2 separate regions of the Rattus norvegicus genome follow, and region 1 is linked to region 2. A link is a contact called in public Hi-C data. All regions are on one chromosome and are shown on one strand. The core of a region is the stretch at or near the end of the contact, and the rest is flanking DNA. Distances in the headings are between cores, read along the strand shown. Region 1 holds the start of Fam221b (family with sequence similarity 221, member B). Region 2 holds the start of Ccdc107 (coiled-coil domain containing 107).

The links. Hi-C and Micro-C count contacts between places; a contact is called where the count stands out from the background.
Region 1: a contact with region 2 is called in a Hi-C map of liver, with 6 times the contacts expected there. The contact joins the promoter of Fam221b here to the promoter of Ccdc107 in region 2. A contact is called at or near these places in 2 of 12 Hi-C or Micro-C datasets (frontal cortex and liver).

Annotation. Positions count from the first base shown.
Region 1 is chr5:62,713,165-62,716,470 of GRCr8, reverse strand. Fam221b (family with sequence similarity 221, member B) reads left to right here and starts at 1,334. Exons shown (of 7, transcript NM_001013934.2): 1 at 1,334-1,540. The coding sequence starts at 1,508. Tmem8b (transmembrane protein 8B) reads right to left here and starts at 880. Exons shown (of 13, transcript NM_001427449.1): 1 at 147-880. The coding sequence starts at 672.
Region 2 is chr5:62,543,083-62,546,795 of GRCr8, reverse strand. Ccdc107 (coiled-coil domain containing 107) reads right to left here and starts at 1,446. Exons shown (of 6, transcript NM_001107957.2): 1 at 1,280-1,446; 2 at 1,057-1,208. The coding sequence starts at 1,385.

The sequences.
Region 1 (3,306 bases), core at 85-2,584, 170 kb before region 2:
ACCACCACCACCACCTGCCACCACCACCACTCACCACTGCTGAGGCCACTTCTTCCTCAGTGACCAAGCTCACCAAGTCCCACCTCTCCTGACTCTTTCCAAACCAACCCTCCCTGGAACACTGTCCCTTCCACTTCTGCACTCACCAGCCCCTGGACCAAGGACAGAAAACAGCAACAGCAGCAATAGGGCTGGTGGCAGCTGGAGCCCAGACCTGAGTCGAGGCTGGGAGAGGGGCAGAGTATGAGATAGGCGGGGGCCCAGTGGAAGAGACTTGGGCAAACACAGAGAGGGGGGCAAAGACTGAGCTATTGGGTGGCGCTGAACTGAGCACCGGGGCTCAAACAAGGGCAGGAGGTGTGATGGAAGGAGTGGGTGTGATGGAGACGGAATCAAGGGCTGGGGCTGGGCTAGGGGCTTAAGCAAACGTTGGGAATGGGACAGGGGCAGATGCTGGGCTGGGAATTGTGACAAGGGGTGGAACAAGGGCCGAGGCGGAGATAGCGGCCAGGCTGGGGACAGGGACCGGGGTTGGAATGGGGAACTGGACCTGGGCATTCGCTGGGACACTGGCCTGGGCCTGGACAGGTTTGGGAAGCGGGACGAGGGCGTGGCTGGAGGCCAAGGCTGAGATTGGGATAGGATGAGGGGCCGGGACAAGGGCTGGGCCATGGCCCGGGGCGGGGGCGGGGCCGGCCAGGCCAGCACGGGACGCTCTTAGAGCTGACCCGCGGCTCCGCTCCCCACCCCCGGGGGGTGGCCTCTGGCGTCCTCGCGGGCTCGGGGCTGGGACCGGGACCTGGGGAGGAGTTCAGGCCTGGGCGACTCCGGGCTGCGCTGAACCGGCGATAAGCAGGCCCCGCGGCGGCCTCGGCATGACGTTCTCCTGGCGCTCCGCCCCGCGCCCCATCGATTGGTCCCTCTCAGCAAAGCCCGCCCCTACCCAATTCTATTGGCCTCTAACTGAAGCCCTGCCGCGCTGCCTACCTGAGAGCCTCTGTCTCACCCTAACCACCCAGCCGGGGTGACCTCTCAGGTCTACAACGTCCCGGGAACGTCGCTCACACATCGTGATACAGGAACCTTCCAGAAATTCACAAAACCAGGCTCCTCTCGGGCCATGTTCCTCCCATTCCTATGTTTGCACAGCCTACAGAGACTCACTCAACTCTGATCCCAACTAGATCCAAAGCAGCCCTCAGCCACGCAGATGACCAGAAAACTTCTGTTGCCCGGGAGACTACTTGGTATTTCTGTTGCTCCGGTGATCGAAGCCTGCCCTGGGTTCTAGAGCACATCCTTCATTTGGCCCCGGACCTCTCCTACCCTTTACTGCCCTTCGTCAACTCGGGCCAGAGTCCCTTTGCTGCAGGTGCCCAAGTCTCCCCAAACAAACATAACACAACAAGGTCTCTCACTTACCACCTACAGTCTGGCTCAGCAGCAAAACCATTCCCTAGGTCAGGATCAATACTTCCCCCTCAAACCCAGCTAAAGATCCTGACCTATGGACTTGGAACCACCAGGCCTAAGCCCAGAGGTATGTAGTTTTTCCAATAGCCCTCCACCCCAACCCTTTACTCCACTCCCTTTCCTAACACCGTCTGTCCTTCCCCACACATCTTCACCCACTTTCTCATTATCCTACCTCTGCCCCTTTCCTAATTTGTCCTCTTTACAAAGACTCCAGTGAAAGTAATTACTTTAAAAAAAAAAAACGTTCATTTTATTTTATGTGTATGGGTGTGTTTGCCTGCGTGTATATCCGTACACCACATGTGTACAATGCCTGTGGAGGCCAGGAGAGAGGAGTCAGAGCCCTTGAGACTAGAACAGACTGTTGTGAGTTGCCATGTGGATGTTGGGGATTAAACCCAGGTCTTCTGCTAAGAGATCTCTCGAAGAAGCTTAAGACACAATATCTTAAGGTATCTGCTGCAGTCTCTGAAGCGCAGGGTAAACTACAGATCAGTGGAACACAGGACCCTCAAGTTACAAATGATGACAGATGTGCAGATGGCAGAGTCTGTTTTGGAAGCCCTAGTGGTGGCACTGGCCTGTAATCCCAGTTCTTGGGAAGCAGAGGCAGGAGAATTATTGCCAGTTCAAAGCCCAGCTTGGTCCAAATTCTAGGTCAGCCAGGGCTATATAGTGCTCCATGATAGAGCACCTTAGTAGCATATAAAGGCCCTCAGGTCATTCCTTAGCACTCGAAAGGGTCCTGGGACGGTGACTTGCATGCGAGAGCCAAGAGGCTTGGATGTAATTCATTAGGCTGGTTCAGAAGGTTTTGTGTGTTCAAGAGATCTTGCTGGAGTAGGAAAGAGAGCTTCCCTCTTGGATCTTTCTAGGGTAAATTCTGCATCCTCCCTTTTCACGGCATCCTGGAGATAAGCCATCCGTTCTGTCCCAGTGTGTTACATTACCTCTCTCCCAAGCTCATCTGGATCCAATGAGCACATGGTGCCTGAGTAAGGCTTAGTTCCGGCTGTTTATAAAATGTGTCCTGAATGAAAGGCTGAGTGCATGAATATGCTGGGGGAGAGGGCGGGAGGGTCGACGGTACTATACAGCCAGGCAGAAGATAATGAGAACATGAATGAACTGGGGGGGAGGGGGATGAGAAAGAGAGAGATAGGGGGGGGGAGAGAGAGAGAGAGAGAGAGAGAGAGAGAGAGATTTGGGGAGTATTTGGAAGATTGGGAGTGGTTCTAGTTGCAGATGGCACTACAGAAGACTAGAGTGATACATGCATTTCCAAGTTTGAAGCCTGTGGGACTTCCCGTTGGAAATACCTAGTATGGCGTACCTAAAGCGCAAGGGAACAATGAGATCTGAGTTAGAGATGCAGATGTAGAAGCCAGAGGCAGCCAGGCCTGGCGATACACGTTTAAAATGCCATCCTCGTGAGGATGGGGCCGGAGTCCTATAAGGTGTTCAGAAAGAGCCCGGGCTACATAGAAACCTGGTCCGGGCTATAAGGCCTTCAAAAGAAAGAGAGGGGAGAGAGAGGTAGGAGGGAGCGCAAGTGGACACAGCAGGTAGTTGGAAGTAGTTGAAACCTTGAACATAGATGAGATTAAGGGAGGAGGCTGGTACCCCTGGGCAAAAAGTGTGTGTACTGTGGCATTCCCCTGCGCTCTTGGACGTCAACCCCACTCAGGCATTCCGCCACACTCTGCACTTGGACTGGCAAAGTGCAAGGGGCTCCCTCCTGGGGAATGGTCCCCTGATACCATCTCCTGATGAGATTCTGACCTCTTCTGTCGTTCTGTCTTCAAATTCCAGCTCCCTGCCAACCTACAA
Region 2 (3,713 bases), core at 197-2,696:
TCAATCTGTTCAATTCGCATTACCCCCATTACAGATTAAACAACAAACAAACAAACAAAAAGCCCCCCCCCAAAAAAAACCCAAAAACCAACTATATAGTGCTCTTTGCTCTTAAAGGCGGTGCCCTATGGTTTATTTTTAGGATACAATTCTCCCAGTGTTCTGATGGGTAGATAAAGCACAAGCCTCCATTCAGAGCCTTTCATTGGAAAGTGGGCTATTATAACACACCGTGAAAACGTCAGCTGCAATGCCTAGATCTCTTCCACCGGTCCTGAACTTCTTCTTCCTGGCTGCTTAACCCCATAAGACAGGAATAGAATAGGACATTTTTGTTTTGGTTTTGATACAGGGTTTCTCTGGGTATTCTCGAACCAGCTCTGTAGAGGCTGGCCTCGAACTCATAAAGCTCTTTCTGCTTCTGTCTCCTGAGTGCTGGGATTAAAGGCGTCCAACACTACGCCCCGCTAGTATTTATTAATCTATCTTTAAATTCCAGTCTTCATCCTAGCCTGTCAAGTCTGCTTGGGCTCGTTAATCTCATCTAGTTTTATGTTACTAATTAGTTCAGTCTCTATTTCCTACTGCAAGTAATTGACCAGAGGCAAAACCATTTCAACAGTTTCAAATCCAGCCGAATGTACTGTCAGTTCACATTTCAGGGCTTCCTTCCCAAGGAGAATACGAAACCGCTTGGTGGTCTGGTACACTAGACACTGTTCCTGCAGTGATTAACCCCTTGGGCCAAGGTTGGTGCCTTATCAGTAACTTCATTTTTTGCATATTGATACAAGTTGGGTTAAAATCTCACTTACATGAGCTCCAGTATGAAAATCGCTCTTCACTGGAGGGAGGAGTAAAAGTAACGGTTATTAGCTACAATTTCTCAGCCCCCTTATATCCATTACCTCTCTGGATCCTTGAATGCCCCTATAATATGGAAAAACCAAGGAACTAGTCTTCATTTTACAAGTAGTCAGGAAGCGGTGTCTTGGCACCGTGGCGCCCCCAGGAGATTAAGGCCCAGGAATCCCACAACCCACAGCCGTACCGCACCTGCAAACACTTGAACAGCACAAAAGCCACGATGGCTGCGGTGTACAGCGCGCCCAAAGACAGCGATCCGGCCCGGGCCCGCTCGCGCTGGTCCTTGGGTGGCGGCTGCCGCCGAGGTTCGGTGGCCCCGGGACCGACCTGGGAGCGGCGTTCTGTGGATTAAAGCCATCGGTCAGCCTCTACCAGGCAGTCCCAGTCTCCCTCCAGCAGCTCTCGCTGGTACCTGGGTGTGCCCCCAGATCGGGGTTGGGGCGCTCTCCGAGGACGCCAAACAGAGCAGACACAAGCAGCAGCCCCAGAATACTCAACACCGGGCCAGCGCCCGCCATGCCTGGCCCACCAGAATAGTGCACGGAGGTCCCCGCGTTCCACCGCTGGGCCTCCGGTCGTAGAGCGCACGCGCAGGAGACCACAACTACTCCGGTTCTGGATCACTCACGGTAGCCACGCCCATCTCAGAGTGGGTTAAACTATATTTGCATAAACCACACCCACCTAACTTTCCTACATTAATTAATGCCCTATCTATTTATAGTTTTCTTAAACAATTATGTATCCGGGATCTTTCTGCCTAAAGTATACCTAAAAACAATGGCTCGTTGCTTTTAGACCTAAAACGACCAATTTTCTCACCACAAACATAAAATAATGCGTCTCGTAGAGCCATAAAATGGCCGCGCCAACAAAACAAGGAAGCTCGCTCTGAAGGCCTGTTTCCTAGGCTACGTACGGGGGACCTTGTTCCTTATCCTTTCGCCTAGGGGAAAGTCCCCGGACCATGGGCAGAGAGTGCCGCGTGCACACGCGCGTAGGCTTCCCCCGCAAGTCACTGTTAGCCCGCCAAGAAGCGACCCCTCCGGGGCGAGCCGAGCGGCGTGCGGCGGGGTGTCATCCGTCAGTTCTCCTAGTGACGCAGGCAGTGCGACCTTGTACGCACCAACCACACGGGGCTCATTCTCAGCGCGGCTGCTCTTTTATACAACGTACAGATGGAAATGACAGTAATCAAGGAAGAAGAAAGAAAAAGGAAACAAGTCTGGAAAAAGGAAACAAGTCTGACCTAGTTTATTCGTTCTTTAATAGCTATAATTCTTTTTTTAGGGTGTTAGTCCAAAGAGAGTAGGACTATGTCTTTTTTCCCATTTTACTGTCCGAGCCTAGTCACTTGTTGCTAGAAGAACTTGACAATGAATAAATGTTCACAACGACCCAAAAGGTCAATAGAACTAGGTTCTTCTGGGTCTCCTTTAGCCAAGGCTGGCCTAGAACTCCTGACCCTTGTGCTTCTGTTTCTCAAATGCTGGGATTTTTGTAGTAGCACGAGATTCACAGAGCTGCCAGATGTGGCACCACTTTCTCTAATCTCAGCAGTGGGGAGACAAAGGCAGGCAGATCTCTATAAATTTAAGGCCCGGTCTACATAGTGAGACCCTCTCTCAAAAACGAACAAAGAACTAAGACAGAGTGTTACACTGTCTGCTCCACGCTGTGTTGTTTGAGACAGTCTCAGCAGCCTTCACTGGCCTAAAACCCAAGATCCTCCTGCTCCAGTCTCTGGAGTGCTGGGTTTACTAGAGATGAGGCGGGCACACCCTCTTTCCTTGTTTTCCTGTGTTACACAGGGCCATCTTCCCACCTAGATCGACAGTTCTCTGACGGAATAAACACATTCCATTAGCGTCTCTGGCTCCAGGACTCGGCAATCACCAGGCAAGGGGTACATGTGACTAAATGACTAAAACAGGGAGTCTTGTTTTTCCATAGAGGGGGGCAGAAGGGCAGGGCAGGGCAGGGCAGGGCAGGGCAGGGCAGGGCAGGGCAATAGGAATTGTTAAAGTCTGATTGCTCCGAGATAGCTTGGATGGGAAAGAAGAGAGATGGAAACCTGGAGTTGTTGCCAGTTTGGGGTGAATAAATTCAGGTCCATTCTACTGGTACAAATGATTCTCCCTGATGGCTGCCTTTTCTTTTCGGAGTTTTGAGTGAGGTAGTCCAGGTTGGCCTCAGAACTCCTTATGTATACAGCCAAACATGCTCTAGGACTTCTGAAACCCCTGCTTTTTCTCCCCGTGTGCGGGGACTATAACTGTGTATCACCAAGCCTGGTCTTCGGAATAAGGTTTTGTTGTTTCATTTTGATGGTACAGAGGCATCTAGCCAACGTCCTCACACATGCCAGGCAAATAGTCTACCACTTGGCTATAGCCCCAGCTGCTTGTCTTTGTTTTACTTTAGTTTGAGAAAGGGTCTCATGCTTTAGCCCAGGCTAGATCCAAACGCATACTCCTTCTGCCTTAGCTTTCTGGCCTGTGTCACAATGCCTGGCTCAGATGGCTACTTAGAGAACTCTTGGCCACTATTGCCAGATCTTCTACCTCTGGCTCCACCCCCAAAGAATCAGTCGATCAAGATTTTTATGAAACGTCAGGGCACAGTGGCTCGTGCTTTAACTGCAGCACTCTGGAGGCAGAGGCAGGTGGATCTCTCTCTGTGTTTGAAGACCGCATGGTCTATAGAGGGAAGTTCCAAGACAGACAGAGCTACACAGAGAAACCTTGTCTCCAAACTTAAAAAAAAAATTAATAGTTGAGAATTTTACTTATTCATTTTAAAAATTTAGTCTTCTCTCATACAATACATTCTGGTTGCAGTTTCCC